7 separate regions of the Mus musculus genome follow, and all the other regions are linked to region 6. Evidence: chromatin contacts called from public HiCAR-type, HiChIP or PLAC-seq and promoter capture Hi-C data. All regions are on one chromosome and are shown on one strand. Each heading gives the region's core, a stretch centred on a gene start, on an enhancer-like site or on the middle of the called end of the contact. The rest is flanking DNA. Distances are from core to core; before and after follow the strand shown.

Region 1 (4,189 bases), core at 1,156-3,655, 1.5 Mb before region 6:
TTCTTGGCAAGCATGCACCCTTTAGTCCACCCAGAGGTCTCTATGGAGGGGAAATGAATGGCTGGAGACCTCTTGGCATCTAATCTCAGAACAGGGCTTTGCTTTTCTCAAAAGGAAAAATAATGTCCCAGCTACAGAATATACATACATACTTGTATACAGTCATAAGCACATACATATGTATATGTGTGCCCAGCATATATGTTATATGTATGCATATTATATATGTATAATATATACATATACAATATACGTGTGCACATTTAAAATATACATATTGTATATAATACATATATAATATATAGTTTATTGTACATATATAATATATAAACAATGTATAATCTCTGATACTTTGTTTCTGTTATTTTACTTAATTTCTATGTAACATTTCAATCTGTGAATATATTTCAGTAGCTGCCACATCAAGAATAAGGTGATACCTCTTGTGATCTATGTAGAAAACAGCTACATAGTTCTAGTTGCTACCACAGATCCAATTTCTGTAGGAAGAGGTAAGCACTGTCTCAGCTACATCCGGGGAGTTGAGGAGGAAACACCCTCACTGAGACCTCTTATCCCCACCCGGACACAAACAGCAGCACCCGGGAGACAGACAGATCCACAGTAAATCTGCTCTGGTCTCTCAAATTCTGTAACCACACATGCATACCTCTCCTAGACATTTAAATGCCCTCCCACTCAGCTTTCCTGAGAACTCCAGAAACCCCCATTTCCAGTCCTCAGACCTTCCAAGGCAAGTTAAGTTAGGTATTTTAAAGTCCAGGAAATTTATTCCTATTCAGGAACAGCTGTGTCTTCTCAACTCTCTGCCTTCCCACTACCTTTCTCTGTCAGGCCAAGACCTCCTGGAGATACAAACAGCAGGCAGCATCTCTATGGTTTCTTTCTCCCACTCAACACCCTGATTCAGGAAGCCAACACACCTCCCAATGCGCTCCCACACACGCGTGCAAACATACAGCACACATACATACTGCACACCTCTTCAGCACACACATCAGAGCTCACCACGGAAACCTGCACCCTGGTCCCAGCAGACGTACTCCCCGGTGCTATATATAAAGTCCTTGCCCAGAAATAGATTTCCCCACGCACCCACAAGCGGATAGTCCCATGTTACAACCACTGCTTGCAGCCAGCTCTCTCCCTCTCTCTCTCCAGACGTGACCCGACTCACCCGCTCAGCTCTCAAGACTCTGCAGTTCTATCAGAACTTTGAGCCTGGTTGATTTCATAACCACGAGTGTGTCCAGCGCCGGGACAGTTTGGCTTGCCACAATTTCCACTCACCCCAGTTCATGGAGGCTCTGGCGTCGGTGACTCTGACTCCAGCTCCTCTGCTTCCAGCTTGCAGCTGCAGCCTGCACAGACTGCGCAAAGGCAGAGCGCTGCGGGGGTCGCGTGCTTCACAACCCACCCTCCGGAGTCCCTCAGGCCATCACACCCAACCAGGAGCTCGCTTCAGACAGCAGCAGCAGCTTCCACAGTCCTTGCTCCAGGTTAGCAGGCTGATGGTGACAAACACACTCGCGAAACTTTTAAGACCAAGAAAACAGTCTTAGGAAGAAACCTCTCCTTGCATCTCACAACCTGGTTGGAGCAGGCTCCAGGCTGGGACAGTTCGCTTGCTGCCCCCCATTCCTTGTCGCCCACATCAACTTTCAGCTTCACTCAGCACCAAGAACAACTTACACACACACACACACACACAGGCGCGCGCGCGCACACACACACACACACACACACACACACACACACACACACTTCTCCAGGACACGGAGGATCGGGTTACACCAACCCATCAGCAGAAAACAACTTTTGAGAAGGGAATACAACCCACTCTAAACTCATCAAAATAAAATAAAATAAAATAAAATAAAATAAAATAAAATAAAATAAAATAAAATAAAATAAAATTATCGGGGCAAATACATAAAAGTGACCCCAATTTTTCACAAGCAGTTGGCATGCCCGGGTCTACTCCCAGGTCTCCTGGCACAATGTGAGGGAAATAAGAACTCCCCTCCAGTACCTCGGAGTTTCGCCTCGGGAGACAGAACGCGGGTTCGTGTCCGCTTGGGGGCTGCTGGAGCCGAGGCCTCAGGCCCGCGTGGACCCAGCCCGGGATCCCCGCGGCTGCCGGGGTTCAGTAACAGCCGTCGCCGCCACCGCCGCTGTAGCAGCCGCCTCTGCCAGTGCCGCCGCTCCCTAGACCGCCTCCTCTTCCCATGGCTGCGCCCTGCTTGGCAGCTCGTGGGTTGTCAGGCTTGGGGAGGAGGAAGGGGGCGGGGTGAAACGGGAAGGGAGGAGGGGAGGGGAGGGGAGAGGAAGAGAGGGGAGGGGTGGGAAAAGGCGGCTGGCGTTCGGCTCTGCGAGGGACCCGCCGCCGCCTCGGGGATCCAGGCTGCCTAGGGGAAGGGCAGCGGGAGCTGAGGGCAGCTAGCTCCGGGGCCGCTGCGGGGAGGCTGAACGCCGCCCCCGCTACTCAGTCCGCAGGGCTGGGATGAAGCTTTCTGGCGAGGAGTTGCGAGTTGGTGCGTGTCGCTCTCAATTGGGCGGCAGGGCTCCTCCTAGAGGAAAATATTGGTAGTTGCGGGAGACTTCCCTCCTCTCCACCCATCGGGTTCCCCCAAAGAAGGCAGTATCTAGAAGTCCTCAAGAACAGGCTGTAAGTTCAAAGAGAGCAGTGCACCTCCTGCAGGTACAGGAAGAAGTAGCCTTGGGAAGTGTGATGAGTCTACTAGGCTTTTTTTTTTTTCCATTTTTTTTATTTTTATTTTTTAAAATATTTTATTACATATTTTCCTCAATTACATTTCCAATGCTATCCCAAAAGTCCCCCATACCCTTCCCCCCCACTTCCCTACCCACCCATTCTCATTTTTTTTTTGGCCCTGGCGTTCCCCTGTATTGGGGCATATACAGTTTGCATGTCCAATGGGCCTCTCTTTCCAGTGATGGCCGACTAGGTCATCTTTTGATACATTTGCAGCTAGAGTCAAGAGCTCCGGGGTACTGGTTAGTTCATAATGTTGTTCCACCGACAGGGTTGTAGATCTCTTTAGCTCCTTGGATACTTTCTCTAGCTCCTCCATTGGGGGCCCTGTGATCCATCCAATAGCTGACTGTGAGCATCCACTTCTTGTAAGACTATGCCGGGGTGTACTAGGCTTTTATCTGTCTAGTTGGTTCCAATTTTCAAACTCCTGCTCACTGGGACATTAAAGACATTCCAATCCGAGAGGTTAAAATAAAAAAAGTGGAGACAAAGTAGGTAATTTACCAAGAATGCATGTTTGTTTGAAGAGAGCTATGTTAGTACGGAACACAGGTCTGCAGGGAAGGCACGAATAAGGTCCAGCCTGAGGTTTGTCCTTGTTTGTGACCTAGAGAAAGACACAGTTTGTCTATCAGACAACAGGCTCTTGCTACCTAGGTCCATTTTGTTGAAAAAAAAAAATTAACCAAGATGGGAGTTGTCAAAGCACTTCTTAAAGTCAGAGTGCTGTGTAAGTATTGTCACGAAGCACCAGACGGCTTCACCACTCTCTTCTCCAGGCATAGAGTACAAAGGTACAAAAGTCCAGCCCCGGGGCTGTCTAGCTGTCTTGTATCTGGTGGAGCAACTGGTCATGTGGTCTTTTTACTGTTTGCTTTGTTCTGACAGCTAGTTGTAAGCTCACTTATCTTTAACCTTCCTAACAGCCTCAGCTTTAAAAAGGACCCCCACCCCCTCTTTTCACTAGCTTTCAGACCCAGAGTCACAGTAAAACGTTTAAGCACTGCAAAAGAATAAAATAAGCAATTCCACACTAAGGTGATGGATGGGGTAGAAACGGAGAAACAGAGGACCAAACTCTTTGGAACTTCTGTTTTCAAAGTAACCGTGCAATTGGAAACATTCTCAGCATCTTTTCTCATGAGCCCAGCTGTGTCTCAGCTGTCTCTTATGCATCTAGCATACGGAAAGGGGAAGAGATTCTGGAGATGATATGGATCGTGACTCTGCCAGTCAGGCATTGGGGGTGGTCTGGTTACTGTCCTTGAACCAGTCCTGTGTCACAGGCAGGCTTTCTCTAAGACAATCTCCCTCAATCCCTTGCTTTCCATGTTAGGATGAAGCAGTAGGGGTGCTTACTGTCTCTGGAACTTTTAAAGGGAGAGTTGT
Region 2 (3,979 bases), core at 1,352-3,851, 1.8 Mb before region 6:
TACGGGAAGAATAACAGATGAGACTGTGTTTTCTGTACGCTGAGCAACAGTAGTTAGCACATGGCAATCAATAGGGGCTTGTTTGTTCAAAATGCACCGACTATACAAAGGGAAAAAAAGGCTTACTTGAAAACATCGCTACCAAGGATGACATCATCTATCATCCATGTTCTGTCCTGCTGGCCCCCAGCTGAAGTTAGGCAGGAACTGAGAGAAGGAAGGTCTTAAGGAACATTAAGCAGTAGGGTGTCATCCAAAGCATGCTTACCAGGGATACAACTCATTCTTGAGACTATGGAGAAAGAAGAGAGGTCCTCCCAGGTATCCCCTCAGTGTGGGGTTTGAGTACTGGGCCTACATGAGGGGTTAAGGAAGTTTGGCTCAAGGTTACAGGTGAGCTTCTTTTTATTATTATTATTATTATTATTATTATTATTATTATTATTATCATTAGTATTATCAACCTAAACACCTTTATGTTGGAACATTTAAGGCCTTGGAGGCATGGACTCAAAATTGCTGAGAAAATCCAGAGGCTGGCTAGGGTTACAGTGTGGTCAAGACTCTTTTGAGTTTCACTAAAGACATAGAACTCAAGTAGGGGTGGGGAGACCTACATATTCGCTGCCTTGGCCTCATTTAAGCCCGCCACAGTGCAGCAGCCACCGGAAAGAAGCATTCCCCTCCTGGCCTCTTTTACATTGAAATTCTGTTCCTCCCCCAATTCCAACTAGTAATTTGTTTGTACAATTCTTATCTTTGTAGATATTTCACATCAGAATCTTTAACATTATTGAGGGAGATCAGTGCACATGGTTGCTACTGCCCTCATCAGAGAAAAAGTTTCTTTTGCAGTGGGGGAGGGGGTGGCAGAGAGAGTCACACTAGTCAACGTGCACAGAATCAGTGACTGTGGAGTCTTCAGTCTGACATCTCTATCAACTCCCTCATCCAAGATGTAGAGAGCACCACAGAAAGGTAGAAAGTTTGAAATAGCCAGAGGTTAGGGAGGACCACCCAAGATGCAGGGAGCATCACAGAAGGGGTGAAAAGTTCATAATAGCCAAAAGTTGGGGAGGACTGCCCAAGATGCAGGGAGCACCACAGGAGAAGGGGTGGAAAGTTTGTAAGAGCTAGAGGTTGGGGAGGACCGCTGCAAAGCAGTGATTTTTGGATACCATAGGACGATTGTGCTCCTGCACCCACCCACACAGCTGTTGTTAATCAAGTCTGTTTACATTTCCTCATGTGTTGGGGAGTACTCAGGAGGCTCCCACCAGGGCTGAAAAGCTACTAGCAGTTGATGGCCACTGGGAGAGAGTCATTTTTCTTCAAGGGTATGGCTTGTGTTAGGTTGCTCATGCTCTAATGGACAGCCCCGTGCCTGTACAGGTATCAACAGCCTTAACTGCACTCGGTAACAAAGCCAACCAACTAATCAAAACCAAACCAAACAACCCCATATGAAGCTGGGAGGAAAATGTGTTGGGGAGGGGTCTGGGAAGAGTTGGAGTGGGCAGTAGGGGGTCCCAGTTAGATCAAAATATATTGTATACATGCATACAGTTCTTAAGAGAAATAAAAAAAGCATAAAACATAACCCTGAAGCAACAGCTAAAAGAGACTCTGTTGGGATTTATAAGTAGCACTACAGCTGTGAGAAAACTGTGGGTTCAGCCCTGGAAGTAGCTCAGAGGGTAAAGGCTGTTGCCGGGCAAGACCCGAATTTGATTCCTGGAACCCAGTTAAAGGGGAAGCCAATTAAAGGAGAAAGGAGAGCAGGCAACTCTACAAAAGTGTCTTCTGACCTCCATGTTTGCCCTGAGGCAACCATGTGCTGCCCCTCCCCCTTCCTTAGTGTGTGTTTGTGTGTGTGTGTGTGTGTGTGAGAGAGAGAGAGAGAGAGAGAGAGAGACAGAGACAGAGACAGAGACAGAGACAGAGACACCGAGAGACAAAGATACACAAAAAGAATGAGCACTACTATATACATTTTAAATGAGGCCTGGTTTCTTTCAGATTGAAGACGATTTTCTTAGTTCATTATATTAAAGGAAACCCGCAAGAACAGAGCTCCCACGGGATTGCATACCAATTGAAATTCTGCTGAGCACAGCCAAACAAAGATAGGTCTATAGTAGCAGGAGACCAAAATAATGTGACAGCAGGTGACTTTTCTAAAGAAGCTTTCAGTGTGGGTTTAGTATAGAACTTCCTCTTCATAAAGGAAAAGGAAAACAAACATGTTTTCCCTTCTTTTAAAACAGCTGTGTAACTTGCTGGCTAGGCAAATGTTTTTCCCTATTGTAGTTTCGAAAGGAAAGGCACTTGGAGGACCTCTCTCCCCTTAGCCCTTCCTTCCACCCTGGACTGTACCATTCTTAGATTATAGGGTGATCAAAAGCAGAAAATAAGTTAGAAACTCGTCAAAAGTCGTCCGTCTTCCCTCAGTAAGTACTGCCTCAGCTGTTTAAACTTTCTTCTCATTGTGATCGGAAACTGTTCAGGGGCTTGCTGCATTTGCAAGGTCGCAGCGGGAGGGAGCACCGAACTTTGGACTGCACCTCAGAGGGCGAGGTAAACAACAGGGCTATAAAAGTCAGTGTCAGCCTGTGGCTTTGGGGAGCTGCTCTAACTAGAGCAAAGAGACAGGACGAAGCTAGTCCGAAGGGGTTGCGTAAGTAGGACTTGATTCTTTTACAGTTTGGGAAATATTTTTTCTTAGGTAAAATACGTTTCTCCCCCGCTTTAAAATAGACTTAGTAAAAAGATGACTAAAAGACATTAAAAGCATTTTTTTTGTTTAATGAACAAGAAGTGTCGGGGAAGAACAGTTAACTTTTTTTTTTAATTTTATATTTTTATTGTTGTTGATTTTTGTCCTTTACTGTGGGCAATGTAAAATGCAGCTGTTTCTCTCTGCAGGGAACTGTGGTGTCATATGGGCAATATTATCTCACTAAATTCCAGGGTTTCCCACGAAGGGTTAGAGTGAGGACAAACAAGAGGGAAAGCTAGTGGATTTCAAGAGCAGAGATGGGACAGACGCCTGTCGCACCGCACTGTACTGTAGAGGTGTCCAGGGAATTCGGAAGCAATTTCAGAACTGGGAGGGAGCAGACTGAGCAGGCTCCATCCCCAGGGCAGGGCTCCATCCTTGCTTTAAGGCAGTCCAGGTGGTGTCCTTCGGTGGGGGAGCTTTTGAATTTAAGTAGAGGGTGGAAGCCTGAAGGTGGATGAGGGGCTTTTTTTTTTTTTTTTTTTTTTTTTGACAGGGTTTCTCTGTGTAGCCCTGGCTGTCCTGGAACTCACTCTGTAGACCAGGCTGGCCTCGAACTCAGAAATCCTCCTGTCTCTGCCTCCCAAGTGCTGGGATTATAGGCATGTGCCACCACAGCCCAGCGGATGAGGGGCTTTAAAATGCTGGTCTGTTTTTGTTGTGGTCTTTGTTGTTCAAGGGGAGAGGATGTGTGGCAAAGAGTATGCTTGCTTTCCTTTTAATGGAGTACAATCAATTGTAGTTTTGAGCATGAACAGGTATCTAGGCTTGCAACTGAAGACTGTAATCGCTATAACCACTGTCCAGTTATTACTGGATCTAATTTTGTTATTTGCCTTCATTCTTTTTATATAGCTCTTCGACAGTTACAGTTAAAATGCAAAGCTTATTCCATAAAAGCAACCTTAAGCAAAGTCAAGCAGCCTATTGATTAATGATGGGAAACTCTGCAAGTGGAAACTCATCTTCTCCAGCTTTTCCTTTGTCCCTCGATCATTCTTTTCATTAGAAACGTGGGTGAAATAGTCTTCTCATTTATGTCTGCCATTTAGCCATTTGAAAATATTTGCCTTATGGCAGAGTATCAAGGGCCGTGTCTTCATGCTGCAGTTCTATAAAGACTGAATTTAGTTTAGTGTTTTGAGGTGTGTGTGTGTGTGTGTGTGTGTGTGTGTGTGTGTGTTAGCGATTGATCCCAGA
Region 3 (4,359 bases), core at 1,860-4,359, 1.9 Mb before region 6:
AAGTCTCTACTAGCATATGCACGACCTATGGCACTGCATACATTCTCTGTCTCAATGTTCTTTGGGTTACTTCGTAGCCTTAGTTTTCTCTCTTTCCTGAGCAACCTCAGCACAGTGCACAATAGATGCTAACAAGATATTGCTTTTCAGACATGCTTTCTAACCATGAAACACTATTCAGAGAAACATCTTGTTGTTCCCCACTGCTGTCAAGGATTCTTTGAGTTCTGAAGATCTCAAAGAGTTACTTTCAGTTGATTTTCTTTCTCTAAACAAAATATATGACATTGGATTAGTGAATGTTTGATGGATTATCTGGGGATCGAACCTAGGTTCTCAAGAATGCAAGACAAATCGGGAGTGGTGGTGCATGCCTTTAAACCTAGCACTTGGGAGGCAGAAGCAAGCATATCTCTATGAGTTTGAGGCCAGCCTGGTCAATAAAGAGAGTGTCAGGACAATCAGAGCTATACACAGAAACCCTGCCTTGAAAAAAAAAAATAAAAGGAATGCAAGACCAAGGAGGGGAAGATTTGGAAGGTGGTGCAAGAACAAGAAACAGGACATCTGTCAGCTCAGTGTACTTTTCCTCATAGTACACATGTGCCGCCTTCATGACTTCTAAGCATCATTATCTCCCAAGAAGTCCCCCTTCCAAATAGTACCAATGTATGAAGTTGGGGACTATGTGGCTCCACTACATGAACTTGTGAGGACACAGATGAAACATTGCCCACACTAACATCTCTGGCAGCTCAGCATATGCGCAGTCTATAGCATGTCACATGCACCGGTCTTCCTAGAGATGGAAACTAAAGAAACAGTGAACCTCTGAGTAGTCAATTCATCTTGCTTTGTGCTCAACAGCAAGAACAAGGTGGTCTGGAAGCACATGCCTGCAGAGTGCTCTCTCATTTTGATATCTAATGTTTTCAAATGTGGGTTATCCTTTAAAACAAAACAAAACAAAACAAAACAAAACAAAACAAAACACGGGTCAACCTGTTCTCTCTCCTCATCTCTTCCTTTTAATTGAAAGAGTGAAATGTAAAACTTTTGCTAGAACGGGCACCCCAAGTTTTAAATAGTTGCCTTTAGGTCCTTAAAGGAGAGAGGTTGTTCACTCTCTTCCACACCTCTCTCCATGAAACACTCAAATGAGTGGATTTTATTTTTGTGTTTTGGATTAGTTAATTGCAACAACTCAAAACATGCATTGGGTATACATGTTGGCCAACCAAGTTGAAGCTGGGATTCCAAGAAAACCCTGTTCATGGAACAGAGATCATCCATAGCTTTTGTTTGGTCTGATAACTTGTGACTGGAAAATCTCTCGAATGCTGAAACCTGCTGACAACTTTTTAGGGATAACCTTTCTTTTTTTGCTGTTCTTTAGATGTCTCGTGGTCCTGTGGCTTGCCAAGTCATGAGGATCCTGTTTTCATCCGGAGGACAATGCCTTTTTGCACAGTGCTTATCATTTTCTGTGCTTATCTGTTTCTGTGCTCTCTCTTCTGACCACAAGTCCCCTGTTGAGGTAGAAGGTCAAAGTCTTGAAATGGAATTCAATAAAACATCCAAGAGGGTGCCCACTGCTTTCCTCTGGCCTCTGATAGCTCCCTTATAATCTTGAGTTTAGCTAGCCTTAGATTTATCTAGGTCATGAAGCTAACCAGAAGTCCCTTTTTCTGACTTCTGATACCTTTTGACTCTCTTCAGTGATTTGAAATTCAGTGGCTGGTTACAGCTTGATCAAGGATACAGGGAACCAGCATTAGGCATCTGCAGTGCTTGTGGCTCACACTAGCAATATTCTGTTCTGGGTGGAGATCTGGGAAGTTCAGTTAGACCAAGACTAATCCAGGAACTAAAGCTTGGATCTGGATTCAGGCTCTTAAAATCCAGTTTTAAAAGGTGGACATTGCAATACCAGCCACCTTTCTCTAGAAATTTTAGGTATCTTTCCAGCCTGAGTCTAGGTTTTTAAGTAGTGGCCTGAAGAGGGCTGTCTAACTTGAATAACTCTTTAGTCTGCTATGAGTTGGCTGTTACCAATCCATTTGCTTCTGAGAAAGTTGTTGCTCAGAGAGTTTAGGTCAGCTGCCCAAAGTTAATCATCTGGTAAAAAGCAGATTCAGTGTTTTTGATCAGTTTTCCCCACAGCTATTCCAAAGCTATTTACCATAACCATGCTTTATTAGCTAGGAATGAAAGCATATGTTGCCATCAGATGCATTGTATGGATGGGGTTTGCTAACAGAATATTTGTTTTAAGTAACCTGGAAGATGTGTTTATGAGTTCCTAATTCTAAGTGGGCTCTTTCACCAGCCATCTTGCATGTGCCCCAGCGTGGTAGGTCTTCACTAGCTTCAGGAGGGAACAATGCAATAAACTAAGCTGTAGTTTTCAGATTTTTTCCTCTGCCAGCCTGGCGTGTGTATTGTGTTTCCTTTCCTCTGTGGTGCCAGCAGAGGTAGGCTTCAGATTCCCCTGTTTTCTCTTTTATGGTTTGCATGTGGAATTACAGCCCATTAAAATGCCATTGCCCTTGCCTCTCTTGCTTTCTGAGACAGTGTTACTCACGAAGGCAGATTCAACCCTCCTGCCTCCATCTCCCAAGTATTTAAATTCTAGCACCCTTTCCTCATTAGGAAAGTACTAAAGAACCAATTTGTCTACCCGAGAGGTTCAAGAGCAGCTTTTATCTGCACTCTGGCTATGCAGCACCACATGACTGCCAGCTAATTTCTCTCTCCCCTTTAACAACAGGTTCTTGTTTGGGGTAATTAGCTCTAAGTGAGCATCTAATTGGTGAGGTTTCAGGATTTCCTCCTCTCTTGGTTACTTTCAACACCGTAGGCCAGTAGCTCAAGTCTCTTAGCTTTTAAATGTTATTAAAAAGTATTGGCTTATTGGTTATCTGATTGTGCTAGCTATTAGTCTAGAGTAGTGTGTCCTCCGAAGTTGTTTTTCCTGGTTTATGAGTCCTTGGAAGATTGAGATCCATGCTTATTAATTTCCTGTTTTCATCCCAGGGCCAGAATGTGATCTCAGAGTGGAGCTTCCTCTTCTGAGGTCCAGGATAGAGGAGGGGTGACTCCCGAGAGGAAACAGAAGCTTATGCCAAACTCAGGGAGTTGGTTCATCCTGTCTCACTGGGATGTGTGTGTGTGTGTGTGTGATTTTGAGTATAAGATCTTAAATACTTGGGAGCCTGTGGGAAGAGGGAGGTAGTAGGTAAGATTTAGTGCCAGGATGTGCTTTGGAAATCAGGGTTGGAGAGCCTGTAGGCCAGACCTAGTGAAGGTGCACAGAGGCAGCCTGACCCAGCACACTGGCCTATCAGACATAGCACTTTATGTCTGGTGAGAGATTTTTACTTTCATTTTCTAAAAAGTTACTAACTCCAGGTTAGCTTTGATATTTTAATGAGTGGATGATTCTTCTTTTCTAAATCATTTCTGACATTTACATATTTATTTTGTTACAAGAGGGGACATAGTGTAAACATAAGCTAAGACATATTTAGTCCCATGACATCACTGATACCCAGCTCATGCCAGAACACGGGACATGCAGGAACTTGATCAAGACTTCCATATTAAGTTTCTTCCAAAGCAAGAGTGAGAGAGAACAACTGCTCTGTCTCTGTTATAAGGGTGTGGTGAGGGTTAAAATGGCTTCATCCATGCTTTCCAATGCTTATCAAGAGTCTGCTCTGTGTCTCCTGTGTTGTAGGCAGTGAGTTTCTCAGCGGGCAAGACCAACAAGGACCATGCCAGCAAGGCACTTACATTGCAATGTGTTTTCTCAGTTATAGCCTTCCCTGGAAGTCCAATAGGGAAAACAAACAGAAAGGATGAGAACAGGGGCTAAAGTTCTGCTTGCTTATCCCAACTAAGCTTCCCAATGGACTTTGGAAGGTCTGCTTGAAACTCGAATCAAGAGATATCTTCGCACTCGTGACGGCCATAAGCTGAGAACCTGAGTCACTCCCAGGTTTGCAAGTTCTCCTTGTGCTAGCTGCTGCTGTTGATGCTGCTCCGGCAGCCATTCCTGGCTGTGGCAGCTGTGGTGAGGGTTGGACTCTAGCTTGCAGCTGCCCCTATGTCTGAAGCTTTGTCTTGGGCTCCTGAAACCTCCCTGTTTAAAGGTGGTATGGGATACTTTTTTTCCTTGATTTAAGGTGGAACAGCTCAAAGTGACCTTGGAGTCAACATGAGGCTAAGCTTTGGCTGGACTCATGGTTACCTGGCTGATCTGCCTGCTTTTCCTGTTGTCATGACTCCATACGGGTTTCCCCGGTGGACATTCCCTGGACCATTCTGTCTTATCATTTGTTCCATAAATTCATAAAT
Region 4 (4,182 bases), core at 1,268-3,767, 1.7 Mb before region 6:
TTTATGTTGAACACTGCTAGCTTTACAGATAACACTACTTCAGTAGAAAAGAAAAAGATATCCTTGCTATAATCAGGCTAGTATTTGGCATGGGGTAGGCTTTAGCATCATGTACACATCCAGTTAAGTGTTTATGGTATAGTGTGACAGACACACACGTAAGGTGATGTGAACATTTGGACTATCTATCCTGAATCATATTCTCCTGTGTGTTCTGTATGGACTGTGCACACTGATAAACACATTGTTTAGCACAGGGCTAGCTTTGTCAAATCTTCTCTAGGATAAAAGGAAGATAATGTTTAATAAAGAAAAATAGGAAAGGATGGACTATTTCCTTGTGTGAAAGTATCAGAATGCATTTTCTAGATCTGAACAACCGGTCTCCAGAGTTCTTATTTGTCACAAACAGGAAATCATTACATTAGAAATGATAGGTACTCATCAGTCAGGATTAAACCTTGGATTTTGACTAGAGGTAATGGTTAAGCTCCTCACATTTTGTGAGCTGATAGAGAAAATGGCTTGGTGAGATCATGCTTATCAGTTGAAGGGAGATCCGAGAGCAGTGTGTACTGTAGAGGATGGTTCCGATGCTCTGCTTAGGCCACCAGTGAGCATCCTTTCTCTGCCCTGTCTTCCCACAAAAAAGAGCAAGAAGGATGTAGCCTTCACCAATTGAACGGCTACTGCATAACTCAAACATAATTCACACACGGCCTCCCCCTCTATAGCCTCTTATACTTCTTAGAGAACATATGAACATCTTTGACCCTTCCAAACCAGCAGAATCAGAGGGGGTATGCTGTCTGGCACACATGATAAATAGATGAGGTTTGCTGAACATCTTACAAGTCCACACTTAGGGGCACCTCCAAGGGAATGATATTTAAACCTCACATCACAAATTTACTGTGTAATTTACTCATGCAATTCAAATTGTGGTTTTATGACACTCATTATAAACAATTAGCAACTGCTTAAAATTAGCTAGGTATCCCCTTCTCTCTTCCTTTTTTTTTTTCCTCTTTTTTCTTTTCATGAAATGGCATCTAGTATATACTCTTTCAAATAAAAAAATCTATTCCTATAATGTAATTAAACAAACTCCTACTAAGATTTTTAGTGATGTAAAGGAGTTAAGAAGAGCATAAAACATGACCATTGAATTAAAGGCACAATGTAATTAATTCCTATAGTCCATACACTTGATTGTATTTTATATACACACTAAGCAGGACTGAGGTGGAGAACTTTGGGTCCCAGCACCCCCACCTTACCAGTGGCTTTACCACTAATCAAAGTAAGCACACATAGAAACATACAAACACACAAGTAATCAAGATTTCAGGAGGTAAATGTTATCATTGAACAATGGACAAAGTTCCATAGTAGAACAGAAGGCAGGAAACCTAGCCTTGGAGGATTTGTGGAACCTTTTTCTGTGAGCTGAAGGTTGAGTTTGGTATTGTAGATAAGGGGAAGATTAGCAAAGACGGGGGGGGGGGGGGCGGTGTTCGATGACATGTAAAAAATAGGCTGCTTATATGAAGGCAGAATTGTGAGGTATATATGTAAATTTGGTTCGGGAAATAAATTCCATTTTTTGCCAATGCAAGCATTATATAAATACTACCAAATATCAACAACAATAATGTTAAAAACAAGTTTGTAAAACAAGGCATAATAAAGCCTTCTCTTAACCTGCAAGCATAAACAAAACAGAAAAATAAACCATGACCTCTATACAGAAATTGAAACATAAATCCTGAAAAATACTTTTTGCTTATAAAATTCAAACGCTGTCACTTTTCCTGTTACCAGTATCCCAAAGAGAGAAAGAGAAAGGAGAGTAGTTTGAATTATAGTAACATATGGAAACCATCAGTGCAAGTTAGTAGAATGACAGAAATTCTTACTTGTCCCCAGGCTTGGATTGATTCTTTGCAGAACTGGGGAAGCTTTGCCAAGAGTAGCTGGTGTAGCTGAAAAAGAAAGAGAAGAAAATCATTAGTCATCCCTGTAGAAAAACGATCTTCTGTGACCCTGTTATAGTGTCATTTTTGTATAATAGGCTTCCATGCCAACCCCCCCCCATTAAAATTAAAGCTGTATCTATGCATTAAAAAGAGCTTGTAAAGTCAGAGCAAATGGAAGCCTTTTGGTTGTCATTACCTCAGGTCGCATGCCCAGACACAATACAGAACAATGAGAACAATTCCACCATCTATCCTTTGAGTTCAAACTCAAGTTTCCCTTGTGCATAGGAAGGAGAACACAGGTTTCTTTAGAAAAATACAAATCCCACATTTAATTAAAAAATTATTTTTGGAAATACTATAAGTGAGAACATTCCTGGGCATGGGGAAAGAATAAGGGGAAGGGCAAAGCAGAACAAGTGAGGCCCTGGAGTTTTTTGAATAGGCAGCAAGTGAGTCAATCATTGTAATACAGCTGGGAGCAGGCTGTCTGGAAGGTAGGCAATAGTGGAAAGTGCTCAGTAAGGCTCCTTCCAGCTGGGTTCCTTTGCAAAGGCCCTAGCTACAAAGAGTCTGACTTGTTGTCTGGTCTTGGTGGAAAGTGTGTAAGAGGACTGGATAGACCAGCTCTTGTTACTACACAGAAACAACAAATACTGAGATTTAAATGAAAGCAAGGGAAGCTATGTGTGACACTGCTAAATCTATATTTAGTCTTCCCACTGTATTTTAACATATACATTTTTAAAATATTTGTAATACTCAGAGCGATGAGTCTTTTCATACACTAATGAGTTGAGTAGTGGCTGGGGATTTCCTCCCTCAGGATGGAAGCTGGCATGGGAAAAAACAGATTTATGGTTGTAGAACTGGAATTTTTTTCAGTGTTATTCAAAGCCTCTAGGGAGGAAGGAGGGTCTAATGGCTAAGCTCATCACCAATGGTCAGTGGTTTAATAAATGTAGTCAGAGAATACAACATTCACAAAAAATTGATAGTATGAGTTCAGAAGCTTTCAATTGGTTGATAACCTGGAGATGCTTAGAGGGCACAGTGGCTACAGCATGTTCTTCATATGTTATGGTTTCAATATGGAATTTCCTCTAAGGGCCCATGTGCTAAAGCTATGATCCTCAGCCTGACACTACTCAGAGGTGGTAGGAATTTGAAACATAAAGGTGAGTTAGGAGGTCTTCCCATCACTTGGGGGTAGGGGGGTGGGGGACAGTGATTTTAAAACAAAACCTGGACCCTTAGCAATTTCTTCGTCCCAAGGAAAAGTGGTTTCTCCACATGCTGCTGCTACAGTGTCCTCCATTTCATAGGCTCAAAAGCAGTGGAACCAACCACTCATGCTCTGGAAACTCCAGAGTTCTCCAAACCTGTGAGTCAAAATAAACCTTCTCTCTTCATAAGCTGATTGTTTCAGATATTTGTTACAGTAGCAGAGGCTTATTAATATAATACCTCATTATCTGTCTCCTTTGTGATGCCCTCAGTAAAAAGCCAAAGTCATTAATTTAATGTCTGAGTTCTGTGAGCTGGTGTAGCAAATTCATCAACTCTAATAAATGAGTCATGGGAACCAGCTTGAAAAAAAAAAGACATTTCAAAACTTTAGTACAGTCTATTTATAAATTATAGCAAAGAAATCTTTCAGAAGTACAGTATATTACATACATTTGTCATCTGAAGTAGGAAGCAGTTTTGTGGGGCTGAGCTATCAAGATGAGTGATGTGAAAGTATCTGTAGGTAGTTTGCATGGGAATTGAATTGTATTATAGGATGTTCCCTCTCACCTCGGTATTAGCCAATTGTATTCTCACTTAACATTTTGGTGACCAAAGGGCACCCAAGTATTCTGTTTTCAAGAGTGTGGCCAGACACATTATGTTTGTTTTCCCCATATTCTCTCAGACAACTGATAATATTGTCTTAGTGGAAGGCCATACACTGGGTACTCTGTCTCACATAAAACACAGGGAAGAAAAAGAAAAGAAAATATGGGCACATCAGTACTCAGCACACACTTCACAGCTCTGCCTACATAAACCAACATACACAGGTGAGACCCCTCCCTGCCTCACTCACCCTAATCCCCCTGCCCTACCTGATGGGAATTTCAGCTAGCAGCTGTAGGCTGTGCCCCACCCTGTCAGAGCTCCATCTTCCTTCTGGTCCACCCCTACACCTGAAGCAGAT
Region 5 (3,855 bases), core at 506-3,005, 1.8 Mb before region 6:
TTTTTTGTGTAAAGTACATGCATGCTATTTGTGTGTGTGTGTGTGTGTGTGTGTGTGTGTTGTAGGTATGAACATTTTATGGTATATGTGTATGGAAATCAGAGGACATGCTTCATTATTGGGTCTCACCTTCTTCCTTGTTTGAGACACATTTCTTTGTTCTTCATAATTGCCTATACCAAAAGAGATGATCCATGAGCTCTGGAGTATTGGAGATACATGCTGTTGCACCATGGGTTCTGGAAGTCTGAATTGAGTTCTCACACTTGCATGGCAAGTGTTTTGTCAACTGAGTCATCTCTTCAGTCTTCCCCCATCCCCTGACTTTGGATATAAGCAGAACATTTACTTAAGCATTGTGTAAAAGTATTCTAGAAGAGATTAGGTTCCTACTGTATGCCATACTCCTAGCATGTGCTTTGTTATTTCATACACACACTTCTGTGTATAAAATGTTGTGTGTTAGTGTTGTGATCCTCACTTATAGCTAACGGGATGCTTCTGAGAGGTCAGATAATTTCTTGACAAAACACAGATGCAGTAAATGGTAAAGCTGGAACATGAAACCACAATTTTCTCACTTCAAAGTTCTTCTCCCCATATGGTATGCTGTAGGATTTTTCATTCTTGGCATTAAGTTCAAAGAGTTATAAGCATCTATGAGCTGCTAGATAGCTGTAGAGACCAAGGCTAGAGACTAAGTGCTGTGGACACAATCTGAAAACACCTTATTTTTAACCTTTTACTCCATGTATGTAAGATAAATGGGAAAACATCATAATTATGAGAAACATATGCAATGCCTTCAGGATGTGCTAGATTTTTTTTTTCACAGAAATGAGAAACTGAAGATGTCCCAGACTGAAAAAAACCCGTCTGACTGATGGAGAAAATAAGACTCATAAGAACCCCAAATGAAACATTGTAACATATACTGAAAACACTATGTAGTGTTGTTTAAATAAAGGGGATGCAACATTCTAAGCTAGCTTGGGAAATAGGTTATTTACAGGAGCTCACTTCTAAATTTCCTTAAGAGGTCAGGAGGCTGGAGATATATATATGATTAGCCTATATATTGGTGGACAACAGTCCAGGGACAGCTCTCAAGAATAAAATCACTGCCTGCCATTTGGTCCTTCCTATTCAAGTCAGGAGCTCTGCTCACTTCTATCTATAACCAGAGGTCAGATATTCTCATAGAAATGACATTCATACAAGCACAGAGCTGTCTTCTGGGACATGGCTTTGGCTTATTTAGAGTCATAGATTCTTAGAGCTTGAAGCTAGCCAGACTTGCCATCCCATTTTACCACAAGCAGAAAAAGATGCTGTCTAAAGAGGGACCGAACTTCCAATGATCCTGTGGTTGGTAAAGAGTGAGAGTGTGTTCTACTGCCTCTATGAAGTAAAAATCATGGTTTCTGTTGTTTTGTGCTTACTATGTACCCAAGAGTTGCAAAGCCTAATTAATATCCAAGGGTACCATTTTCAGGGCTTGGCTTGCTCCTGAGCCCCTAGACTGTATGACAGAAAATTATGATGATTTTTAGGTCACAGCAATAAAGTGGAAGCTTATGAGAAATCAAAATGAAGAGTCATTCTGAATAGTAAGTTATGTTCCAGCATCCAATGAATTAAAATTTCACATGTCAAAAAAAAAAAAAAAATCACATGTCACTACATTTCAATACACTAGGTGGCAGCAAATAGGTATTTAGGTACACCGTCAATAGATAGGCAGACTGGAAACAAAATGAAACTAAGTCTTTGGGTTTAATGAAAGGGGATTAATTTCTTGATGCTCTCAAACATGTACGCCAAAGCCAGAGCTTTCTCATAAGCTTTCTTTACCAAGGTTGCCCTTACAAACTATTAGTGGTGGACAACTACAGCTTGGAGAGCTTGGAGCTGTTCAGGTTGCTGCTTTCTGGGGAGGCGTGGCAATAGGCTATATATTTCAAGAATGGAGAGTAACAGTCAGGGAGAGGGAATGGGCAGGTTTAAGGGAGCATGTTGCAGGATATGCTCCAGAATCAAAGGGCTGAAAAAGAGATGTTAGCAGGCTGGTGGGGAATCCTGGCAACAGAGATATTTGTTAAATTAAGTAAAATTAGTATCTACACGTTCAGCCATAGGGACCCAAAAGATTATCTAGTGTCGCAGTTGGTTATGTCAGGTGATCCATTAAGGGATAGAAAGAAATTAAGAGGGATTTCTAATACTGCGTATCAGATTCATACAGAGTCACTAAGCCCATGTACATGAGTCACATGCTATGGGAGGAACTTCACACAAAGAGTGGAAGGGTCATGATTCAGAGTGCCTGTTCATAAATTAATCCCTCATCTCTTGGCATTGCAGAAGTTTTTCAGGCTCTTCTTGGCTGATTTAAAGGGTATATGGACTGAAAAGATGTAGCTCAGCTATAACTGTCTTGTAACAAAGAAGTGGCTTAAAAGATTCATATAAAGAAATTTCAAATCAAAGATGAGCTGATAATGTTGTCTTACTGATCAGAATGCAGCCGATGGCATGCTCTTCATAGCCTTAGAACAAGCTCTCAGTTGCTCCAAGCAAATCCAATGGACGGTAGCCTCCAAATCAGAAAAGGCTCTGAAGACTACTCAAACAGAGATTAACTTCTATTCTTATTATGGATGGACTTCTAATTTGATGTGTACTGCAACACCTTTAAAATAACATGTTGATAAACAAGATATAGACTCTGCCTTCAAATTCCTGTTTTATAAACCACTAAATGAGAATTATCTCTCCCTAAATAAGTAAACTTGTTTAAAGTATATCTCAAGAAGCATTCTGCTCTAATAAATATTAAACACCTTTCAGAATATCATTTGATTCAGCTATATATAAAATTTAAATATGTATATATACATATGCATATAGATTATAGTGATATGTGTTGAATTCAGGGCCTGAGTAGAAGCTAAGAAAGCTCTCTACCACTGAGGTATATCCAATCCTATGAATTTATTTTTGTGTATAGCCTATGATAAACAAAATAGAGTACTATGTATGTGTAAGGAATTTTTAAGCATGTGAACATGCAAACTGGCTATATGACTATGATACTAATGGGCTATAGGATCCAGATTTTTATGACTTGAGACAGCTTAACATATTTATAAATAAATAAGTAAAATGAAGCAAGAGACCTAGACTCTCGGTCTTCTGAATTAGTCCACTTTCCATTACCATTAAGAACTATCTGATGCTGAGGAACTTATAAAGAAAAGACATTTATTTATTTATTTTGCAGTTCTGAGACTCAAGATCAAGCGTTTTGGCTTCAGTTCATCTCTGGTGAGGGGCAATGGAAGGTTGGGAGTGTGGTGAGAAAGATCTCATGGTGACATAGGACGTCAGAGGGACTAAGTAGTTTGTGTCACATGTTTTTAAAGAATATCTTTCTTGTGAATGAATTGTGATTTGCTAAGAACTATATTAATCTCTTCCAAAGCTAAGGTTCCCAATAATCTAAGAACCATTTTCTAAACACAGCCTCTTAAAGTCCCACCACCTCATAATACTGCCACACTGGGACCAAGTTTCTGACATGAATATTTTTGGAGACACACCATATAGAAACAATAGCATCTCTACAGAAAATAAACTGTCAGTTTGTTATTTAAACACTTCCATTTTATTCTCTTTGGCTTCCATATTTCCCCTGATGTTGCCAGCTATACACTTTTGTGCAAAGGTCCAAGATAGAGAGTTGAGATTTTTATTCCATTTTAATGCTCCAGATGCCTTCCTCCCTAAAGACTTCTCTGTTGGAAGCAGAGTTGCAGGAACATTTAAAAGGGAGTCACTTGCCAATCAAATAAA
Region 6 (3,966 bases), core at 856-3,355:
AGCCAAGGAACAAAACAAAAATGGCCCACTCAGTTTCAGAAGCTGCCAAACTCGGTGCCGTACCTTAACACTACCTGCCAGCACCTGGGAGGCTGAGGCAGGAGGATCACTTGGCCTCAAGAGTTTGAGATCAGCCTGGGCAACACAAACCCTGTCTTAAAAATGTAAAGAACAGAAAAGAAAAAATAATGTCCCGCCGCTGTGGACACGCTCCCGCCGCCGCTGCGGACCTACCTAAACCTAGCAGTTGGGTAGAAGCCTGGAAACTTGAAGGGCTTCCTACAAGGCTCTGGAGCATAAATTTCAGGACAAAAACCGATGTGCGGATTTCCTGCACACCACAAAGAACAAACTCACTTTAGAGAGAAAAAATGATTTCACTGTCTGATAACTTCAGCTGTAGGCACGTCTTTGGATAAGGTCAGTGACATCCTGCCTCTGAGGGTGGGCTCCTTGGTGGTTTAACGCCCAGCCTACCCTTTCTTCACTAATGTCATTTTTCATAGTCAATGCTGTAGACACAACTCCATGACCCCATCCCAAAAGAGCTGTTTAGTACTCCAAGCGAGAGCATCCAGTGACGTGATAAATCCTGAGGTGGCAGAGAGCACTAAGGTTTCAGGTTAGTTAACCTTGAGATGGAGAAATTATCTAGGTGGGGTGAATGTAGTAACAAGCGGTCTTAAAAGTAGAAGAACACAGAAAACTGTACTACAACGTAAGGTAGGTTATTACTGGCCTGCAAGGTGAAAGACAGCAATTAAACAGCGACTGAGCAGAGCTACACCTCAGCACTACATTTCAATTTTAGTCAAACCAAGCCTCACTTGTGCTTCCCAGCAGAACTGTGAATGAGGCCGGCAGTGGTGGCGCTCGCCTTTAATCCCAGCACTTGGGAGGCAGAGGCCATACAATTTTAAGTGTGCGATACAATTTTGTTATCTGTAGGTACAGTAATGCAAGAGGACCCTAGAATTTATTTCCCATAACTGAAAGTTTACACCCGTTGACTAAATCTGTGTTGCTTCATGCTACTAAATTTATAGCAATTTGCCACCCAGTCTCCTAAGACTTATTTATAGTCCAGTTCAACCATTTGAATGCTTGTTTGCTTTCTCTCCCGTGTGCCCTATCTCCTCCCTCCTCTGATTTCAGTTTACTACTTCTGAGTGGAAAGGATTATACATTTTTCTTTCTACTCCCCTCCCCTAGAAGAAATTGGTACGATTTGCTAACAAAAAACAAAACAAAACAAAAAGCTTCCTTGGTGTTTGCTTTGTTCTGCTGTCCACTATCTTAAGATTTTTGAATGTGATAGACTAGCGATTCTCACATTTGTTTTAGAAAGTATGTAGATGGTATGACTGAGACTTTTCCCCAATTCATCAATGTTCGTACTATATTCTCCATGTTTCCTACTGGGATTGCGGACAGACAGTTGCATTAGCGCTAATCAAGGATGTCTAGGGTTACTTATTTCAAAATGATCTAGGAAAGTGTTTTATACAGTACAGACTTGCAAACTGTACTCAAGTCTAAAAGGGTCAGATTTCCTGGTGGCGGCGCGCTGGCTGGAAGCTGTTATTTAACAAGTTCCGCGTGTGATTCCTTGAGTGCGATCAAACAACTGGCCTCTGAATGACCACCGCGTGAAATCGAGTCGGCCCGAGTCAGAAGCTAACTAAGCTCCTACCCTCGCCGAGACACTTCGTGACTCCATCCTCTCACCAACTCTCCATACAGGCAAGCGAGCGGCCACATCAAAACGAACCTGGGAAGGCTGGCTTTCCCGGATCGGGATCCCAGTCCCAGCACTGCACAACCGCCAGGGGCGCCGCCACGCACTGGGTGTCTGACTCCCCTCGAGCCCCGGGACCGGAAACCAGACGGACTGCCAACACCGCAGCAGCCCCGACACCGCCAGAAACCCTCTCCAACCAGGAGGCGGGCCGCTGGGGAGGGCGGAGCCACAGCGCCAGGCACGCCCCCTACCGGTGTTGCAGCCCAATCGGCTCCCTGGCTCTCTCGCCCGGGAGACTACACCTCCGCACCCGAGGCCTGATAGGGCTGCACCAAGACCCGCCGGAAGTAGTTTCCTGGGCGGAAGCTTATCCACAGGAAGTGGCGGGGGTGCTTTCTCTTCCGGTCTCTTTGGCCTCGCCGGTAGAAGCAAGATGGTGAGTGTGGTTTCTGGGCTCTGTAAATCTCTCTCCATCCTTCTTCCTCGGGCTGTCCTGCCTGTTGCCCGGCGCGTCGGTGACAAGGTTGCGAGTGAGGGGAGCTGATGGGCGAGGAGACGGCGTGCTGTGGTCCGCAGGAACTGGAAGGATGGCTGCTGTGTGCAGAGCCCGGCCCACGGTCCTAGCGCCGCTGTGGGTCTCTCTGGGCTTTGGAGGAGACGTACGCACTGCAGCCCCGGGTGGGTGATCAGGACAGGCTTGGGGACATCTGTCCCCAGCCGCCGAGAAACCGGCTGCTTGGTGGGCAGTACCGCGACTGAGAGACGGGCAGAATGTTGTCCTTAACGCCTAAAGCCAAGGAGGCTTAGGTCCGCGCAGAGTAAGGCATTATAATGGTCGTGTGGATAGCCGGTAGTGCTTCCTACCTACCCTACCTGTGTGCTAAGATTTAAATCTTTACACCGTTTTGTCCCGTGTGGATCTTGTTTACGTCTCATCCATACTCATTGCTAAGAAAATGCCAGAGTACATTGAGAAGTCAGATTTCAGAGTTGCTTATATGTGGGGTTTTTTTTCCTGCTTTTTCTTTTAATGTGCAGACGAAGGGAACGTCATCCTTTGGTAAGCGTCGCAACAAGACGCACACGCTGTGCCGCCGCTGTGGCTCCAAGGCCTACCACCTTCAGAAGTCGACTTGTGGCAAGTGTGGCTACCCTGCCAAGCGCAAGAGGAAGTGTAAGTACTGTAATCCGCAGGCGGGCTTTTACCTTGACCTGAGGTAGCGATGTAATAGAAAACACATTTGGCACGCAACAACTTTGGAGGTTGGTTTGTTGGCTGAGTGGTTAAAACATAGTAATGACACTACTGAGAAAATGGGCTGACACTGGGTGCTTGGGAAAACCATTTGGAATCCTATTTTTTTTATTAGATAACTGGAGTGCCAAGGCTAAGAGACGAAACACTACCGGGACTGGTCGGATGAGGCACCTAAAGATTGTCTACCGCAGATTCAGGTACAGTTTTGGCTAAATGTCATTGGTCCTCCAGGGTAGGATGAAACTTTGCACTCTTACTGAAGGGTAGGAATGATACTGGGGTTTGGTGTGGGCCTGAGACGCCCACATTTGTCAAGACTATGAGTGGGATCTGGGGGGCAGCTTACTTGGATCTGCCTCCAGACTTTGCTCAAGTCTGCTAAGCTGTTCTGGGTGCCAGTCATAACATAGATGGGTATCTTTTTACTGGAGGCTAGGCCTTGATGTTCCTTAAAAGTACAGAATCCCCAGCCCCCCTCTTAGACTTTCCTGTGGGGTCTGTGCTTTGACAGGTGCTTTTGTGTTTGTCTCTGTTTTAAACTCAGTCCAGTTTTGTGAACTTGATGTGTAGTGGCTTGCTAGTGTTTGATAGGCTAGTGGCATGTTTTGAGCCTGATTAACCTTTATGTGCTTAGAATCACTCATCTTCCTATGTAGTATTGAGTAGAAATGAGTGCTACTTAACATTTAGACTTCTGAGTTGAGCAGCTTCAAGATCCTGTTAAGCTTGGTCAGTGTTTCCTGTTACTAAAGGAAAGGTGCCAGGACCTGTCCTTTATAGCTTAAGGAATAGCTTCATAAATACTTTAGTTCTTGTGGAAATAGGGAAAATGAGCCCAAAATTGTTGAGACAGTTAACTTTAATGTAATGTGGGTGTCTTGATTAGGGTAAACTAATAGCTTATCAATGATGTCCTAAAAAATAAATGTCTGAACATATGACTGCTATAATGATTTCAGCATTTAAC
Region 7 (3,869 bases), core at 117-2,616, 1.6 Mb after region 6:
TGACTATTCAGAGGAAGCACAGAATAAAGACATCACCAAATACAATTCTTTACTTTGTAGTATTTTTTGTTTGGTTGACTTTTCTTAAATAGAATTAATTGTATATAACAAAAAGTTTGGGATACCTTAGCCATGAAAGAACTTGATATGGGAGTAAATCCTAAAGTATGAAAAATCTGAAATGCTCCAAAATCCGAGACTTTGTTAGAGCCATCTCAAGCATTCACAAGGTTGGGGGGTCTAGATTTTCAAGTAAGAGATACTCAGTTTGAAATAGTCTTGAAAGTAGTTTCAGTCTAAAAATACAAGAAATCAGAACTACTTCTCGTCCCAAGCATTTCACATGGGGGCAAAGTAACCTCTGCTGAACTGTGGTGTCTTTGAAGCCTGTGTAACAGAACGTTTTTGTTTTCCTACAGTTTGCGCTTAGCTTTATTAAATGAGGCAAAAGAAGTAAGAGCAGCCGGGTTGCGAGCGCTGCGCTATCTCATCCAAGATTCCAGTATTCTCCAGAAGGTGCTAAAACTGAAAGTGGACTATTTAATAGCTAGGTAATGTTCTGAGACGTGCCTGTCTTTCTTATGCCTTTAAAGTTTTGTGTTTAGCATCCAGCCAAACCTGTACAGATTTTTGGTGTAAAGCTTAATTTTGCAAAGGTGCATGATCAAGTAAGACCAAGACTAATGGTGTTTTTAGCAAAGGAGGGACTCCCTTTATACTTTCAAGCAATTGTAAATAGTTTTCTCCTTAGAGATTTGTTTTCCTGTCTTTGCATTTCACATTACATGTTAATTAATGTGTATAATCGACATATGTAAGTATACATTTATTGTTTTCTCATCATCTGTAAGGTTCTTCCACATTGATCATATCTGTTTTTAAATTTTATTTTTGCTATGAAGTATTTGGTCTTATGCTTAGGACATGCTTGAATCTGTTCATTCAGGATAGTTTTCAGTGTTGAGCTATTTTGAATGAATCTGCCCTGCAATCTTGTGTAAGTCTGTGAGGTGCTCACTTCTTAGAAGCAGGCATAGAGAAGGAGATGTTGGAACCTGATGCATGTGTGCTTAGCTATGTGATTGTGGTCGGCATCCCTCTCTCTTTGTAAAATGTATTTTTATTCTTTAATCCCTTTTTACAGTCTGGACTTCATCCCCCATCCACTCCCTATCCCATACCTTCCTCACCCCAGTGTCCAAAAGGATGTCCCCACCCCCATCCCACCCCCACCCCACCAGGCCTCCTCTCTCCCTGGGGCCTCAAGGGTTAGATGCATCTTCTCTCACTGAGGCCTGACCAGGCAGTCCTCTGCTGACTATGTGTTGGGGCCGCAGGTTTTTTCTTAAGACACGGCACTGATCATTTAGATGCCGTGACTGTTTGGTGAGCTTTAGTCACACTTACTGGGTTTGGGACTTCTGTTGTTTGTTGCGGTAAATCTCCTCCCAAATAGGCCCGGCAATGAAAACACAACACAGTTACTATGATTACATGCTGTGTGCCTAGATTGGGCAGATCTACCGCTACACTACCATCTTCCACAGCTTGTGAGACCCCCTTAGAACTTGCAGTTTCTTCAGGCCATGTGCTTCTCCTCCGGCTCTTCTTCTTCCTCCTCTGCGTCCTCTCTCTCATTTTCTCCTTCCTCTCTCTCCCACCTTCCACTCCACCTTCCCTTTTATCTGCCTAATCATCAGCTCTCCTTTATTTTACAAATTAAGGTGGGAAGCAGGTTTACAGGAAATTACCTGAGTGCTGACTCATTCCTTGTTCACAACCCCTCACAAGAGAATGGAATTAACATCAAATACAGTTAGCCCCAGGGCTATCCACAACAGTTGTTTGTTGTGGGTTAATTTATTTATTCCTGTTGTTGTATTACTTTGTTTTGACAGGGTTTCTGCTACAAATTCCAGGCTGGCTTCAGGCTTACTGATTCTCCTGTCTCACCCTCTTTAGACATTGTAGTGGAGGCAGTGCCATTATTTTTTCTTCTGATTTTTAGCTACTAATATATAGATAATAGGACGTACTGTCTTCTTTTACAGCAGCCTTGGTAAATCCCTATAGTTTCCCCAGTCTATGGAGTCCGTGGGCCTCCCATGCTTGTGAACTCCTGAGGACTCACCTCCAGGACCCTTAGCCTTAGTCTTGCTTCAGTCCTCTGCTTCTCGAGAACTGCACTGCATCCGGACGTCCCTCGTTCGCGTGGAAGGTGCCAAGTACTCCACTGGCTTGACTTTGCGTAGCTGTTAGTAAACTATGGCCCTCACTTGTATTTTTGAAGTCAATTCATTCATTCATGATGGCTTCTCATTTCTAAATAGACTGAACACATTGGTATTTAGTTTTTAGTTCTGCTAATACATACTTCTGCTTTGGGTACTATGTAAAGATACTATGTAAAACTTGTGACTTGTGTTAGTATTTCCCCTAGGTGGTTACAACTAGACCATGAACCTTACAGGGGTGGGTTTTGTTTGTTTTAATTGTGGCTTACTTTGCTTGGTTGATACAGCACTGTTGAGTTTTCTGTGTTGGTGTGTGTCTGTTTGGGACTCACTAAGGCTTGACTTTGGTGTCTTGGAGAGGTCTGTCTGGGTGCTGCTTCCTTCTGTCCTTGTCTGGTCCTGTAGCATCCGTCAGACACTCTCCTGCTGCACAGCTCCCGTCACATAAATAAATTCAAGCTTCTCACCTTACGACATGGGCGTTTTTTGTCTCATTTGTTCTTTGCATTTTCTTTTCTTGTGGTTTTGTTACAGCTTGTGTTTTCAAGACAAGGTCTCAAGTAGCTCAGGCTGGACCTGATTCCTGGACTCCTGCTGTGTTGGAGTCCTCCATTCCTGCTATGGCAGAGGAGTGGACTGTGCCTTCTGCACTGTTGTGCTGGGTGGGTTGTGCCGACCTAACCCTCACCTGCTTCTTAACTCCACAAGTGTTACTGAGCCCATTCAGTGTTTACAGGCGACATTTGCCTGCCCGTGTTTGCACCTCATGCTTCCTTGGAGTGCTATTTATTTGGCAGATCTTGTACTGTTTATTGTAGCACAGGCCTATAAAAGGTGAATTTTTCATCTTTTACTTGTTCATGAACATCTCTATTTTAATCTGCTGTCTTAAGGTTAATTTGATACTAGTAATTTTTCTTTTTTTAAAAGAGATATTTATTAACTATGTATATGAGTATTTTGTCTGCATGTATATATATGCACCGTGTACCTGCCTGGTGCCTGAATTGGTCAGAAAAAATCAGATCTTCTGGAACTAGAGTTACTAATGGCTGTGAACCACTGTGTGGGTGCTAGGAATTGAACCTGGGCCCTCTACAAGATAGCAACAGCTCTTAACCATGAGGCCATCTCCAGCCCCATCGGCTAGCTATTGTCAGTGAGTGTATGTCTGTCCGTGTCTTCTACCTGTTCCTTACTCTCAGTCAGTGCCCTCTACAGGGTTTTATATGCTGCATCTTACCCTCCCATGGCGCTCAGGTCACTGTGCTGGGTCATCTTACAGCACCCATGTATCTGAACCCACCCTTACTGGGTTTTTAACCTTCCTTTGTTTGTTTGTTCTGTTGTCGTCATAGTTCAAGGCTTATTACTCCTTACCTAACTTTATTCCAGACTGCCCTGCCAGTAAGTCCTCCTCTTTAATGTTTGCTTCAGTTATTGCCTTATGAATTATCTTTTTAAAAATTTGTTTCTGCTTTTATTTTTCCATCTCTATTTTCACAGACATACCAAATCAGTTATTTTTGAAGTTCTGATATGTAAATCATCTGTATTTTTTTCTGTTGTCATTTTTTTTTTTTTTAATTTGGAGTTCTTGAGACTTTTGGGTATTTGTTTTAAAACATGGCTTAT

Evidence for each region. Promoter capture Hi-C pulls out the DNA fragments that hold promoters and counts their contacts. HiCAR-type assays count read pairs that join an accessible place to other places. HiChIP or PLAC-seq counts read pairs in DNA pulled down with a chosen protein or histone mark.
Region 1: a contact with region 6 is called in a HiCAR-type map of astrocytes, with 5 times the contacts expected there. The contact joins the promoter of Ghr here to the promoter of Rpl37 in region 6. A contact is called at or near these places in 6 of 39 promoter capture datasets (the 3T3-L1 cell line, 3T3-L1-derived adipocytes, the C10 cell line and 3 more), 2 of 484 Hi-C or Micro-C datasets (the N1E-115 cell line and cortical neurons), 3 of 115 datasets of contacts at active chromatin or transcription factors (astrocytes, embryonic stem cells and stem cell-derived neural progenitor cells) and 1 of 9 other capture datasets (adipose tissue).
Region 2: a contact with region 6 is called in a promoter capture Hi-C map of pre-B cells. The contact joins the promoter of Selenop here to the promoter of Rpl37 in region 6. A contact is called at or near these places in 16 of 39 promoter capture datasets (the 3T3-L1 cell line, 3T3-L1-derived adipocytes, the C10 cell line and 10 more), 3 of 484 Hi-C or Micro-C datasets (B cells, CD8 T cells and pre-B cells), 8 of 115 datasets of contacts at active chromatin or transcription factors (the NIH/3T3 cell line, T-cell acute lymphoblastic leukemia, embryonic limb bud and 5 more) and 3 of 9 other capture datasets (liver, macrophages and pancreatic islet).
Region 3: a contact with region 6 is called in a promoter capture Hi-C map of liver, with 2.0 times the contacts expected there. The contact joins the enhancer-like site here to the promoter of Rpl37 in region 6. A contact is called at or near these places in 16 of 39 promoter capture datasets (the 3T3-L1 cell line, 3T3-L1-derived adipocytes, the C10 cell line and 10 more), 3 of 484 Hi-C or Micro-C datasets (brown adipocytes and cortical neurons), 6 of 115 datasets of contacts at active chromatin or transcription factors (the NIH/3T3 cell line, T-cell acute lymphoblastic leukemia, extraembryonic endoderm stem cells and 3 more) and 1 of 9 other capture datasets (liver).
Region 4: a contact with region 6 is called in a promoter capture Hi-C map of the 3T3-L1 cell line, with 6 times the contacts expected there. The contact joins the enhancer-like site here to the promoter of Rpl37 in region 6. A contact is called at or near these places in 9 of 39 promoter capture datasets (the 3T3-L1 cell line, 3T3-L1-derived adipocytes, the SN4741 cell line and 6 more) and 1 of 115 datasets of contacts at active chromatin or transcription factors (large pre-B cells).
Region 5: a promoter capture Hi-C map of pre-B cells shows a contact between it and region 6, with 4 times the contacts expected there. The contact joins the enhancer-like site here to the promoter of Rpl37 in region 6. A contact is called at or near these places in 9 of 39 promoter capture datasets (the 3T3-L1 cell line, 3T3-L1-derived adipocytes, the C10 cell line and 5 more), 2 of 484 Hi-C or Micro-C datasets (the N1E-115 cell line and cerebellar granule neurons), 3 of 115 datasets of contacts at active chromatin or transcription factors (large pre-B cells, pro-B cells and stem cell-derived neural progenitor cells) and 1 of 9 other capture datasets (liver).
Region 7: a contact with region 6 is called in an RNA polymerase II HiChIP or PLAC-seq map of embryonic stem cells, with 7 read pairs. The contact joins the enhancer-like site here to the promoter of Rpl37 in region 6. A contact is called at or near these places in 10 of 39 promoter capture datasets (the 3T3-L1 cell line, 3T3-L1-derived adipocytes, HPC-7-derived erythroid cells and 7 more), 3 of 115 datasets of contacts at active chromatin or transcription factors (astrocytes, embryonic stem cells and stem cell-derived neural progenitor cells) and 2 of 9 other capture datasets (adipose tissue and liver).

The regions. Positions count from the first base shown.
Region 1 is chr15:3,580,947-3,585,135 of GRCm38.p6, forward strand. It overlaps Ghr (growth hormone receptor), which reads right to left and starts at 2,406. Exons shown (of 11, transcript NM_010284.3): 1 at 2,054-2,406. RefSeq lists promoters at 2,142-3,615, 2,142-2,326 and a cis regulatory region at 2,462-2,596.
Region 2 is chr15:3,268,376-3,272,354 of GRCm38.p6, forward strand. Selenop (selenoprotein P) reads left to right here and starts at 2,602. Exons shown (of 5, transcript NM_009155.4): 1 at 2,602-2,677.
Region 3 is chr15:3,225,277-3,229,635 of GRCm38.p6, forward strand. No RefSeq gene overlaps it. Among named protein-coding and RNA genes, the nearest start is that of Gm52192, 12 kb to the left of the region's middle. Within about 2 kb of position 3,110, at least 44 of the 459 cell types and tissues checked have an H3K27ac peak or open chromatin away from gene starts, as enhancers often do. A contact at or near this core is called in the HPC-7 cell line and liver, where this site is marked.
Region 4 is chr15:3,386,729-3,390,910 of GRCm38.p6, forward strand. It overlaps Ghr (growth hormone receptor), which reads right to left. Exons shown (of 11, transcript NM_010284.3): 3 at 1,920-1,985. Among named protein-coding and RNA genes, the nearest start is that of Ccdc152, 85 kb to the left of the region's middle. Within about 2 kb of position 2,518, at least 25 of the 459 cell types and tissues checked have an H3K27ac peak or open chromatin away from gene starts, as enhancers often do. A contact at or near this core is called in second pharyngeal arch cranial neural crest, where this site is marked.
Region 5 is chr15:3,354,741-3,358,595 of GRCm38.p6, forward strand. All of the region lies in intron 3 of Ghr (growth hormone receptor), which reads right to left. All of the region lies in intron 4 of Gm41254 (a long non-coding RNA gene), which reads left to right. Among named protein-coding and RNA genes, the nearest start is that of Ccdc152, 53 kb to the left of the region's middle. Within about 2 kb of position 1,756, at least 27 of the 459 cell types and tissues checked have an H3K27ac peak or open chromatin away from gene starts, as enhancers often do. A contact at or near this core is called in the N1E-115 cell line, where this site is marked.
Region 6 is chr15:5,114,508-5,118,473 of GRCm38.p6, forward strand. It overlaps Rpl37 (ribosomal protein L37), which reads left to right and starts at 2,106. Exons shown (of 4, transcript NM_026069.3): 1 at 2,106-2,177; 2 at 2,780-2,915; 3 at 3,112-3,196. The coding sequence starts at 2,175. It overlaps Snord72 (small nucleolar RNA, C/D box 72), which reads left to right and starts at 3,914; the gene lies at 3,914-3,966. It also overlaps a transcript of Card6 not described here.
Region 7 is chr15:6,745,030-6,748,898 of GRCm38.p6, forward strand. It overlaps Rictor (RPTOR independent companion of MTOR, complex 2), which reads left to right. Exons shown (of 38, transcript NM_030168.3): 5 at 420-551. Among named protein-coding and RNA genes, the nearest start is that of Rictor, 39 kb to the left of the region's middle. Within about 2 kb of position 1,367, at least 15 of the 459 cell types and tissues checked have an H3K27ac peak or open chromatin away from gene starts, as enhancers often do. A contact at or near this core is called in embryonic stem cells, epiblast stem cells and stem cell-derived epiblast-like cells, where this site is marked.